2 separate regions of the Arachis hypogaea genome follow, and region 2 is linked to region 1. The links are chromatin contacts, called in public Hi-C maps. All regions are on one chromosome and are shown on one strand. The core of a region is the stretch at or near the end of the contact, and the rest is flanking DNA. Distances in the headings are between cores, read along the strand shown.

Region 1 (6,631 bases), core at 2,468-4,967:
GGAGTGGTAAAACATTAAACCATTTACTATAATATATATATTTTTTCCAACTGTGACATTAATGAGTACTATAATATAAATATATGAACTGATTTAAGTTTCAGCATTCAACAATGTCAACAGACTCCTAAATGAACTTAACTATTCCTGCAGTGAGTAACTTTAATTTTGACTGGATCATATCATATTCTTAATTTCCTTTATGATCCTTTGAACAGGTACCTTCCTTGCCTTGTTTGCCTTCCAGGAAGATGCAAAAAGCAAGACTGAGATAGTAAATAAATATTTGTAGTACAAATGAACCTTACGTGACAAATTAAAGGGTTTTGGAAAATCTTTTTACGCTACTACATTGATAGAAGACTTATGGTAAAGTAGTTATTTTAAGTCTTTAATTTTATGTTGCTGCAAAGCAATGCAAGAACTCCATATGTAACTCTTTAATTAAACTTTCACAATTATAATTAAAATTTAAAATTTTTGATACTGTCACAGCTGCTCTTTTTGTTCCTTCTTTCTTGTTCTTTTCTCTTTAACTTGAATCCTGAAAGAGCATAAAGATAACGCACAGAATAAATGAAAGAAGAAAAAAGTAAAGAAAAGAAAAGCCACATGGACTAAGAAAAAAGAAAGAAAATATATAAAGAGATCCACCACCTTAAAAAAAATTTACCATATATTATTGATAAATGATAATGCAACCATGTACGTGTTTAAAATCTGTCAGTGATGTAGTAGACAGTAACAAAGAGATATGATATATGAGGTGCCTAATACTATTCACGCATTCACATACATCATCATATATTTACAAGTCACATTATTTAACTTAGGTGCATAAATACTAGCATCAATTTCTCTGAATTTTCTGACTTTACTTATACTCAATTAACTCTTCACCCCACCCTGCATAAATGCTTTAAGCAGTGCAAAAAAATTACTTCTACATTATTAGGGTGCCTTTTTTTTAATAGTAAAAAATAAATTTTTAATAAAAAAAATAAACCAAATAACCTCCAATTAACATTAGTATAAGATTTTATTATATATATATATATATATATATATATATATATATATATATATATATATATATAAAAGAGTAAATTATAATATAGAAGAGTTTCATAAAACCACTTCTCTAAATATTTTAAGCAGATCAAAAGAGATAAATGAATAGTTATATTTTTAACACATCTTTTATATATTATCTCTTTTTTTTTTGGTTTGCTTAAATTTTTTTGCATATATTTTTTTTATTTATTTTATACTAGAATTCTTTTTTTTTATTAACTGATCGAATTCTAGATTTTTTTTATATAGAAGTTATGATACTATATTATAAAATCAGTTTTCTCAAAAGATTAAACCGATAGAAGAATAGAAGAAGATATGTGAATAATTATATAACTATATACTAACAAAAAGAGCCTTAAAAACAATGGTTTAATTGTTCTTATGAGACTTTAAGATCACGAGTTTAAATTATGAAATTAACTGATGATGCACTTTTTAGATCTCCGTCATAAAAACAATGGTTTAATTGCACTTGCACCGGGTTATTTTTTCCTAAGATCAATGTGAATTTAATACTTTTTTATAATTTTGTCATTTCTTTTATCTTTTATGAATAAAAATAATATTTTATTTATTTAAAAATATATATGTTTCTATTCTAAAATGGGTGATAATACATTTTAAAAAGAAGTAATAATAACTCCAATTCTTTTATATTTTGTAAATATAACACTAGGCATTTCTACATATCAAAAAATAACACTACCTTTTTTGTATTTAAAATTTTTTTGAAAGATATTATTATCTAAAAAAGGGGCGAAAATAAAAAAAAAACATACCATAAATTTGACCACATCCAATTATCCAAAGTCCAAACTAAAATATTGGTATTAGTGTGAGACTAAGAAGCATCCAAGTAGTGCAGTCAATTGAAACCAGAGAGTAAAGTGGCTTTGAACTTAATACCAAAAAAAAAAAAAATGGCTTTGAACTTACCACACAGATTGCCAATATAGTTGATTGGAGTCTCCAAAGGGCTATTTTTCTTTTCATATCAAAAGTGAGACCAGGGTATATTTTAATATTATAATTTTTGATATTTTTTAAAATTATAAAAAAAATAAAATTAGAGAATTTAATTTTTATATTCTGATTTCTATATTTTAAATAGTGTCACATTTGAGGTTAACATTTCAATCGTCCACAACTCTAAAGCAATATTAGAGTAAACTATTAAAATGGTACTCGAAAGTTTGTATCTAACAAAACGAATTCTAAAATATGCTAGGCACAAATAAATCTCCGAAAAATTTAAAAAGACGACAAAAAAATTAAATATTAAATATATATTCTAAAAAATAATTTTAAAAATTAAATTTTGATGCAAATTTTTACAATTATGATTAAAAAAAGATCTTTTCATTTTTAAAATTTGGCAATTTTTCTATCAAATAAATTCTTTTTAAAAAAATATTTTGAATAATGGCATTTTTTTTAAAAAAATAGAGATCAAATTTTGCTCCGAATTTTTTTATGCACCTTTTAAATATTTATTCAAATATTGCTGCAAATATTTAGATCTAATGGATAAGTTATTTGCTAAATATTAAATTTTTTATTATTTATAAAAAATATAATATTTATTGATTTTTATATCGTATTTTTAAATTATTCAAAAACTATTTTGTCGATAATATTTTTTAGAAACCATTTTGTCATGGTTGAATTTTTCAAATCCTAAATTAAAAACTAATCCAAAATATTATTTAAAAATTCTCAAATATAATGGTATATTAATGTTTTAGTAATTTTTAAACGTTGATCTTAATTATATATTTTTTATAATTAAAATCAATAATTAAAAATCACTGAAATATCGATATAATGGTATACTTGAAAACTTTCCAATACTGTTATCAACCCAAAAAAGAATGGGCTCCAAACTTCATAATTTAGTGGACCCACCTTTACAAAATGCAAGTTGGGAGAAAATGATATATTTGTGAATGAAGGTGACTTTAAAACTTGAAAGAACCATATAACACCAGCTACTCTTACTCTACCCCCCAAAATAAATAAATAAATTATTATGGTCACTGACAAATGACATAACTTCCTATATAGTCATCAAGGTAATCCCAACTTCGTTTCAGTTAGTAAAAATATCTTAAAAATCATAGAGAACCTGAAAATTCTGATCATCACACGTGAGAAAGTTGTTCCCTTTTGCTAAGGTTAAAATAAAATCTCTTACTTGCATTATTGATTCAAACGGGTGGTTACTAAAATCATCTAAGAAAAATATATATTGATTTTTTGATGTAACATTTTATTTTTGTGAAATCCATAAATATAGCATCATCATTATTATGTGAGATTTTTTTATTGTTAAAAAGAAAAGAAAAGAGGAAACATTGAGTAGCACATAGATTCATCATCATCCATGACTCTTTCAACCCCATGTGTGTTTAACATCATCATGGAACAGTTTCAGTTGTGCCATTATTTGAGCACAATAATCTATATAGAGCCCAAACCAAATAAAGGTAACAACGTTAATGTGAAGCCTTAGCCTTTTTAAGCTTTTTGAAATGGTAAAACCACAAAACGCAAAGACAAGAACGGTTTTGGTTTTAGTGACTATAGAATAGAGTCATAGGTTAGGAGAAGGGTAATGGGGTCTTAGGCATTATGCCTTGTATGCCCTTCCTTATCATACACTTTATGTCCTCATCAATCATCATCTCTATTTTTTATATATTAACCTAGAAAAGAATTTAGAGTATTATTGATGAGGCACCAACTTTTGTTGCAATTGATAAAAACAAATACAAACTTCTTGGCTATTTTATTATCATGATCATAGTCCACATATTTGAATGTGGTGTGTTACTTATCTTCACAACAAATACATTATACCTAAAAGAATAATAATATCAATCATACTATTTAATTATGATTTGATTAATTGAATATGGAAAGCCATAGCTATATAATGTAATAAAAAGATGAGATCAAAACATTGTTTAATAAATGAAGATTGAGCCAGCATAATTGGAATGATTGGTTTTAGAACTATTATATATTTTATTATATATTTTATTACATAATGCTTATTTTTGCTCAAATAGAAGAAGCTAAAACAGTATTTTATTTTATTACATAATGCTTATTTTTTGCTCTCACGTGCATTCTCAAATAAAATTAGGAAATATTATAATTTATTATAATTTTACATTTTTCATGAATAAAATTTTTAAAGAGTTTTAAGTGTGAGACATATCATTTACCTCATGAGCCATTTTTTGTAGTTGAGTTAGTTTCATTCAATTTTAATTTTAATATGGTATTAGAATCTATCTGATCTAATATTATTAGGTCACCTATCTATAAATATTCACACTCCAAACCATTATTTCTGAGTGTGAAGGAGGTATATGTATTATAAATTTCACATAGACCACTAAATTTCAACTCTAATATAATTTATTCAATATATTTATATATATAGCATCAAAAAATAATTCAAATAGTCTATATATATAGTAATGAAAGAATTCATAAAGCTTGTAATTTAAAGCGACCAGATTTAATTGTCTTCAATAATTTTCTTAAGAATTATTTTTACAGTGTCTTGCTCAAAAATAAGACGCTGCAAGTAATTCTACAAAAAATTAAATAATCTTTACGAATTTTGATTATCTAATAAATTATTTAACGATGCGAATTCTCTTTCTATTCATTTTAAAATTAAGGTCAGATATATTTATGTTTTCTATTCTAAATTATTTTTTCTTGTTATATGGGAAAATAGGCACTTTTTAAGTTTAAAAAGATAGATGTGCCAAAAAAAAATAATTTGTGATTTATCTATATATTGGAGAAGGTCAACCTACCAATAGATTGCAAGGGGAAGCAAAAGATTTCAATCTATTGTGACATCAGTGCTTATTTTGGTGTTATTAAGGGTGTGATTTTATTTTAGTGATGAGAAAAATGAAATAATTAAAATATGAAAGTTTTTCTTTTTGTGAAAATTAATGAAGTCATGAAAGCGCCATAGAAGTTCACTGAGGATTCATGTTAGTTTTACTTTGATTGATCTTTGACCTATTCCATGGAAAATATGACATATGATCTTCCTACGCAATAGTTAAAAGAGGTACGTTTGTTGTTATTAATAAAGAAGAGAATTGAAAGAAATGAAAATAATAATAATAGAAAGCTAACTTTGGCCTAAATGATAAAGAAAATTGAAAACAAGAAGTCCCAAAAAGAATTTGATGCATGAAAATTACCTACCGTTCTCCTATATATTCCTTTAAAATATTTTACTATATTTTTGTTATTCTTTTTTCTGCTGGTAAGTTGATGCAAATGAAAGAATAAGTTGTAATAGTTATATAAATGGAAAAATACTCTAAAGAAATGTTAGAGAGATTTAATTAATAAAAATAATATTTAGTATTAAAATTACTAAAATAATTAATTTCTGTAATATTTAAAGATAAAGACCAATTTTTTTAATAAAAAACAAATATATTTTTAGATTATTTTTCATTTTTTTTTGAAAAAACTCCAATCTCTAAAACTCATGATCCTTGAAATCAAATTAAATGAGAGATTGTTCAATATTTTTATAGGGTTATATTATACTTCTCACAAGTAAATTCCTATGCCAATACCACGACTCATTTTTCAGAAATTCTTGAGTCTTAATAATGTATCAAATTAAGTACATATTGAGTGTCACTGGGAAAGTGAAAAACAAAATTTTGAAGTCAATAAAAATAGTTAGAAGTACCAAATAGTACAAGTGGAGTAAGTTAAAGTTTAAAAAAAATTAAAAAATATTATAAAACTTTAACTAAAGTCTAAGTATAATATTACAACTTGATCAACTTAAAGATGATATGCATACATAACTTACATATGAAAGTTTAGAATATTTAGTGGTAATTTTGACCAAAATTAAAATTGGATAAATTAACTTAGTCATAATTTTAGACTTAATCAAAGAATGAGTTGTTACTTAATTATGTGTTGAAAACAAGTTGTACATAATGATAATATTAAACTTGATATTTATCAATTTGTCATATAACTTTTTGATAAAATTATAAAATTGTACAAGATGACAATGTGACAAGATCAAATTGATCAACTTGATATCATGACAATTTGAACAAGTAGTGATTTGTTTGTTCGCATATCACTACTTCTAGAAAACTAATATCACTACAAGATTTAAGTGGATTTGTGGTAGTTTTTTTCTTAGTTTGTGACGATTTGAAACTCCTACAAAAAGGTTTGTGGGAGTTTTTTAAACTTCCAAAATTTGAGGTGCTACGAACTTATTTGTGGCAGTTTTACAAAACCCTCACGATAAAATTTAGTGGCAGTTCTTTGTCTGCTTTGTGAAAATTTTGAATTGATATTTTGGCGATTTTTTGAAATTTTTGTGACGATTTAAAATTCCTACAAAAATTAAATTTCAAATAAAAAAAATTGCAGCAAAGTGAACGATTACAAACCATTTAAAACTGAAACTAAATGGATCTGAAAACTATAAATCACTATTATTGATTGAACAAATTACAACTTTGTTCCTTGT
Region 2 (6,368 bases), core at 3,465-5,964, 190 kb after region 1:
TTACTTGAAATTGTGCATTCAGATCTCTGTTCTGTAGAAGTTCCAAGTAATGGTGGTAGCAGGTACTTTATCACTTTTATTGATGATTTTAGTAGATATAAATGGGTATACTTTCTGAAGTAGAAATTAGAAGCATGTGATGTCTTTAAGACATTCAAGGCGTTTGTCGAAAAACAAAGTGGCTATAAAATCAAAATTCTCAAAACAGATAGAGGAACAGAATATCTTGCGTGTTCAGAATACTTTAAGCAACACAGAATTCAACACCAACTAACAACTAGATACACTCCTCAACAAAATGGAGTTGCTGAAAGAAAGAACAGAACCATCATGGATATGGTCAGATGCATGCTCAAGTCAAAATAAATGCCTAGAGAGTTTTGGGCAGAAGCAGTTGCAACAGCAGTTCATATTTTAAACAGATGTCCAACAAAGAGTGTTCGTGATAAAACACCAGAAGAAACTTGGAGTGGAAAGCGGCCTTCCATTCATCATTTCAGATTCTTTGGGTGTATTGCTTATGCCCACGTACCAGATCAATTAAGGAAGAAGTTAGATGACAAAGGCGAGAAGTGTATCTTTATGGGCTATAGCACAGACTCAAAAGCATACAAGTTGTACAATCCAGTATCAAAGAAAGTGATCATCAGCAGAGACGTGACGTTCGACGAGAAAGACATATGGGACTGGAACACAAAGACAGAAAAGCATCCGATTATAATTTCAAATACATGTGATGATGAAGAAGAAAGACAACCTGATGCAACCGAGCAACCAGAATCATCTAGAAGACCTCAAAGAGAGAAGAGACTACCTGCTAGATTAGCAGATTATGAGGTTGGCAATGATAACGATCAATCCAATGAAGAAATCATAAATTTTGCTCTATTTTCAGATTGTGAGTCGTTAAACTTTGAAGAAGCCTCTAGAGATAACAATTGGAAGAAAGCAATAGATGAGGAGATTCATGCCATTGAAAAGAATGACACATGGGAGCTAACAGATTTACCAGCAGATAAGAAGCCGATTGGAGTAAAGTGGATGGGTTTACAAGACTAAGTACAAATCCAGTGGTGAAGTTGATCGTTTCAAAGCAAGATTAGTTGCAAAATGATACAAACAAAAACCAGGTATCGATTATTTTGAAGTATTTGCTCCTATTGCTAGGTTAGACACTATTCGTATGATTATTTCACTCTCGGCTCAAAATAAGTGGAAGATACATCAAATGGATGTTAAGTCTGCATTTCTAAATGGCACTTTAGAAGAAGAAGTGTATGTTGAGCAACCTACAGGATATGAAGTTCTTGGAAAAGAAGATAAAGTTTATAAATTGAAGAAAGCTTTGTACGGGTTAAAGCAAGCACCAAGAGCATGGTACAAGAAGATTGATTCTTATTTCATTGAGAATGGTTTCAGAAGATGTCCGTTTGAGCATACTCTTTATATCAAGTTTGTTGAACCTGGAGATATCTTGATCGTGTGTCTTTATGTTGATGATTTAATCTTTACTGACAACAATTTGAAGATAATTGTAGAATTCAAGGAGGCTATGATAAAGCACTTTGAAATGACAGATATGGGCTTGATGTCTTACTTTCTTGGTATTGAAGTGGTTCAAAAGGATGATGGAATTTTCATTTATCAGAAGAAATATGCAAATGATATTTTGAAGAAATTTCAAATGGAGCACTCAAAACCAGTTTCTACTCCAGTCGAAGAGAAGTTCAAATTGTTGAGAGAAGATAAAGGAAGAGCAGTAAATCCCACATACTACAAAAGCTTGATTGGAAGTCTAAGGTACTTGACTGCGACTAGACCAGATATTGTGTTTGGAGTTGGTTTGCTTAGCAGATTCATGGGAGAACCTTGTACCAACCATTTCCAAGCGCAAAAAGAATTCTTCGATATATCAAAGGTACTTTAAATGATGGTATTTATTATGAAAATACTACTGAAGTGAATCTTGTCGGTTACACTGATAGTGATTGGGCTGCAGATATAGAAACAAGAAAAAGTACTTCAGTGTTCGTATTTCATCTTGGTTCTGGTGCAATTTCTTGGTCTTCAAAGAAACAACCAGTAGTGGCTCTCTCTACAGTAGAAGCAGAATATATAGCAGCATCAAGTTATGCAACACAAGCAGTTTGGCAAAGAAGAATTCTTGAGGAATTGAACGAGAAACAAAATACTCCAACAACAATATTTTGCGATAACAAGTCAGCTATTGCACTTTGCAAAAATCCAGTATTCCATGGAAGATCGAAGCATATTGATATTCGATTTCACAAAATCAGAGAGTTGGTGAATGAAAAAGAAGTTGTGATCGAGTACTGTCCAACTGAAGAACAAGTTGCAGATATCTTTACAAAGCCATTGAAGACAGAGTTATTTTACAAATTGAAGAAGATGCTTGGAATGATTAATTCTGTAAGCTTGATTTAAGGGAGGCAATGTTAATTCATTATAAATCAACTTGCATTACTAGAATTTTCATGAAGTGTTTTTGAAGTCAAAATGGTCAAAGAAGAAGCAAAGTTTTAGTTGAATACAATAATCATCAATTTGCTAGATATTGCTAGAAGCTAACATATTAGAAGCTTGAAGATTTTTGAAGAACATTCAAGAGAATAGTACAATTACAACATTTTACAACATTGAAGAAATTCAAAATCAAATTGAATTGAAATTGAAGACCAAGCAACCTAAATTAGAAGATTATAGAAACTACATAAATATAAGTTGAAGGAAGATTCATGAAGACAACTCATAGCATGGTAGTCATTACAAAATTGATTTGTGATTCATAAATTATTATTTTAGTAGGAAGCATTGCCTATATAAAGGCACATATGCCTTGTGTATTGTATATGTGTTCCATAATAAAAATGAGTATGTTTTGAAATTCTCTCCTTTGTTTTATGAGTGTTAGTGAGTTTGAAAAATGAAAATATGATAGCGTCATTTATATGAGTGAGTGATTCTAGGACCAAGTAAGTTGTGGATATTATACTTACAATATGTACTATAAGAAAAATGGTATAAAAAATTTAATTAAAAGTAATAAATTGAAACAATTTACAAAATTATTGGAGCACCAAAATGATTTAATTTCTCATTTGGGAATCTATGTTGTGGTACTGGGAATATACCACAGCAGTGGTCATGTCATAATTGAGAGAGACCAGAATTGCTCTATGAAACTGATATTATGTATGTTTATGTGGCTACCTTTTCGGCTACTCTCAGTGCTACTTAGATTTGATGATAGGATAACCAAGTTTTTGCACTGTCAAGCACATAGAAATTAATTAATTAATTATCTAATCAAGTCTTTTGGCTAATAAGCTTCTAATTTGTCATAATGTGCACATCATCATTATCTAGTGGATTTTCTTTAATTTTTTTTAATCCAACATTCTGCTTATTGTTAAATTTATTAACTTAAACTCTCTCCATGTTTTATCAAATTTAAAAAACTTTCTATAATTTAAAAATTTTAATTAAATCTCTACACTATTTTAAATGTTACAATTAGATTATTATCGTAAAAAATAATAGAATTACTAAAATATTTTTTTATAAATTAAAAATATTTATTTTTAAAAATTAAATTCTTAAAGCTGAATATTCTAAATTTTTTTAAATATTTTAGTATATCAACGATCTAATTATAAAATTTAAAATAGTATAAAGATTTAATTAAAATTTTTTAAGTTATAAAAGTTTAATTATAAATTTAATAAAATTATAGATATTTAAAAAAATAAAAATGAAGAGTTTATTTGTACATGGAATAATGTTGCAATTTGACCCAGTATATTAAGCTTGAGGCTCTTCTATTTAATACTTTTATGAAATTGGTTCACTTATCTTTATCATGTTATTAGTCTATTTCATGTGGGGTGGTTATGTCAATTATATATACAACATTAAATTGACCTTGAACGAAGTTTCTAGACAAGGTTGATTATTTTCACTTCAAAAATCAATTGTTGTGAGGTGTCATTTGAGTATTGAAAAAATCAACATACATAGTATTAATTTATGTCTTGAATAATTGAAAGCAATTGAACAAACTCTGATTTTTAATTAGAGATATATAATTAGCTCATTTATTATATAGTTTTATGGGAATTAAAAAAAGATACGATTTCAAACTATAGATATTTTATTTTGTTTATAATTTAATTTTTTATTTTAATTTGGATACCAAAGTAAAAATATTGAGAAGAAAAGTGTACCGGACGAATTGAATGTTTTAAAAATTTTTGGTGAATAATAAAATTGAGTCAAGAATAAAATTTTTTATTAAAAAGTAATTTTAATTTTTTATCAAAATTATACTCTTCACCATGGTATTGTCCAAATTTTTAATTAGGTGATGGAAATTTAGATTAGGAGCACCTCAATCTTCGGTTTCAATGATTTTTAATAGATGTTAAAGTTATCTCAATCATTTGCGCAAAATTATTAAATTAGCCATGCCCATCCACCAGTGTGTTCGGTATCTGGAATATAAAAATGTGTGTGATTGTTATCCACAATTTCGTTATTTCATTTATTTTACTTTCATTTTTGTAACTTGTGATTAAAATAGTACTTCTCCAAACTAATTAATGCCTCTTGGTTTGTAAACCACTTCACTTTTATGTTGCAAAATTTTATGAATTATGATTAAAGTTAATTACCATATATAGTACCCCACCCCTCACATATATAAGACAATTATGGATAAGATAAGGACACGAGAGATATCAATTCCCTCTTCAATTAGTGATGTGATATAAAGCTGGAAATTCGCAAATATTTTGGACTAGTTAGTTTAATTTTATGGAAGGAAAAAAATCATAATACCAATATTCATAATGTGTCTTGCTAGTCCAAGATAAATTATAAATTATTATTATTATTATTAACACTTTGATTGAGGTTAGCAAATATAACAACTAAGGCTAGAAGAGTGTGAGAGGGGTGAAGGACGACAGGGCTTTTAGACTTTTTGCATAAACATTAATAACGAAAATTAGATGGTATATATGAAAAGCACTTGTTATATTATATAGTACATTATTGATCTTATCTAAAGTAGCAGCTGCTTGAGGACAATTTTTGTTCCCATAATTAATATTGCACGAGCATGCAATAAAGCATGCATATGACATTACATTATATTTAGCTCTTTCATGATTTATATAACAAAAGCAGTGGTCCAAACATATACATAAAATTAAATTATCCCCTTTTTTATCCCTCATTCATTCAAATTAAACCCCACAGTTCGGTGGTGGCTGAACACAGCTCTGTAGAAAATGATGGGGGAAAAGAGGTTATAATTATGTTCACTTACAGAATCCTTTTGACTATTCACTGCCAAAACCACAATTTGGCCAACAAAGTTTATTTGTAGTTCAACTCCCTTGAACCTAAGCCTTAGAATTCCAACTTCATCACCATCTTCCTAATTATATATTGTATTATTGTGAATAGGGTGAAGTATCAATTCAAATTTTGTTTTTTTTTTCCAAACAACAATACGATTTTTAACAAAAAAAAAAAGGTTTAGTTTGGTCCAGATTTTTGTAAAATAATATGACCTTTTTATTAGTATCACCATTATCTTAACTAAAGTTATTAATGTGTCACATTAACATGCCAAGTTGAATATTAAATATTAATATAAAATGAATAGAGATCGATTTGTTTCTAAATTCAAATTGAAGAAAGATTTTGAAAAAATTTAGGGTCAGTAATTTTATTAAATTATGACTAGTATATAATCAACAAAAGAAAAATAAGTAATTTCTAATAATTGGATGAAATCTCACACCATAAAAATTATTATTGATAATTATTTAATAACTACAAATCATAAAAATTACTAATCCTCTAACACTCCTTTTTAAATTGATTAGAAACTTATATGTTTTTATTTATTTAAATAAAATGATGTTCTCATGTCAAATTGACCAGAGATTTATTTATTAAGAACTTCATTGATCTAAAATATTTTAGACAATATATAATTAAAAGACAGCTAATAAATGAACTTTGAATTAATAAGAGCATAGCTTATTAGGGTATGGAGCCTAGCCTAACTGACATTATTAGTGTACATTTTATACGTCATTTATTAGTTATTAGTTATGGTTAATAAATCTTCTCTTTTGCTTTGTGCTTAAGCATATATACATACCTGAGAAAATGGCAATAATAATGCACAGTAGTATACAACAAAAGTTACATCTAGGTCATTGCTTGGTTCCTATTCATTTGTGTAATATCCATTGCATTAAATTCACAACCCATATGTTACTAATCCCAAAGTTCCCTTATTACACATAGGTCCTTTTGTTAATGTTTTAATT

What was found. Hi-C and Micro-C count contacts between places; a contact is called where the count stands out from the background.
Region 2: a contact with region 1 is called in a Hi-C map of leaf, with 4 times the contacts expected there. The contact joins two enhancer-like sites. A contact is called at or near these places in 2 of 8 Hi-C or Micro-C datasets (both in leaf).

The regions. Positions count from the first base shown.
Region 1 is chr9:86,031,659-86,038,289 of arahy.Tifrunner.gnm2.J5K5, forward strand. No RefSeq gene overlaps it. Among protein-coding and RNA genes, the nearest start is that of LOC112711157, 10 kb to the left of the region's middle. Within about 2 kb of position 3,718, at least 1 of the 3 cell types and tissues checked has open chromatin away from gene starts, as enhancers often do.
Region 2 is chr9:86,218,442-86,224,809 of arahy.Tifrunner.gnm2.J5K5, forward strand. No RefSeq gene overlaps it. Among protein-coding and RNA genes, the nearest start is that of LOC140175157, 4.8 kb to the left of the region's middle. Within about 2 kb of position 4,715, at least 2 of the 3 cell types and tissues checked have open chromatin away from gene starts, as enhancers often do.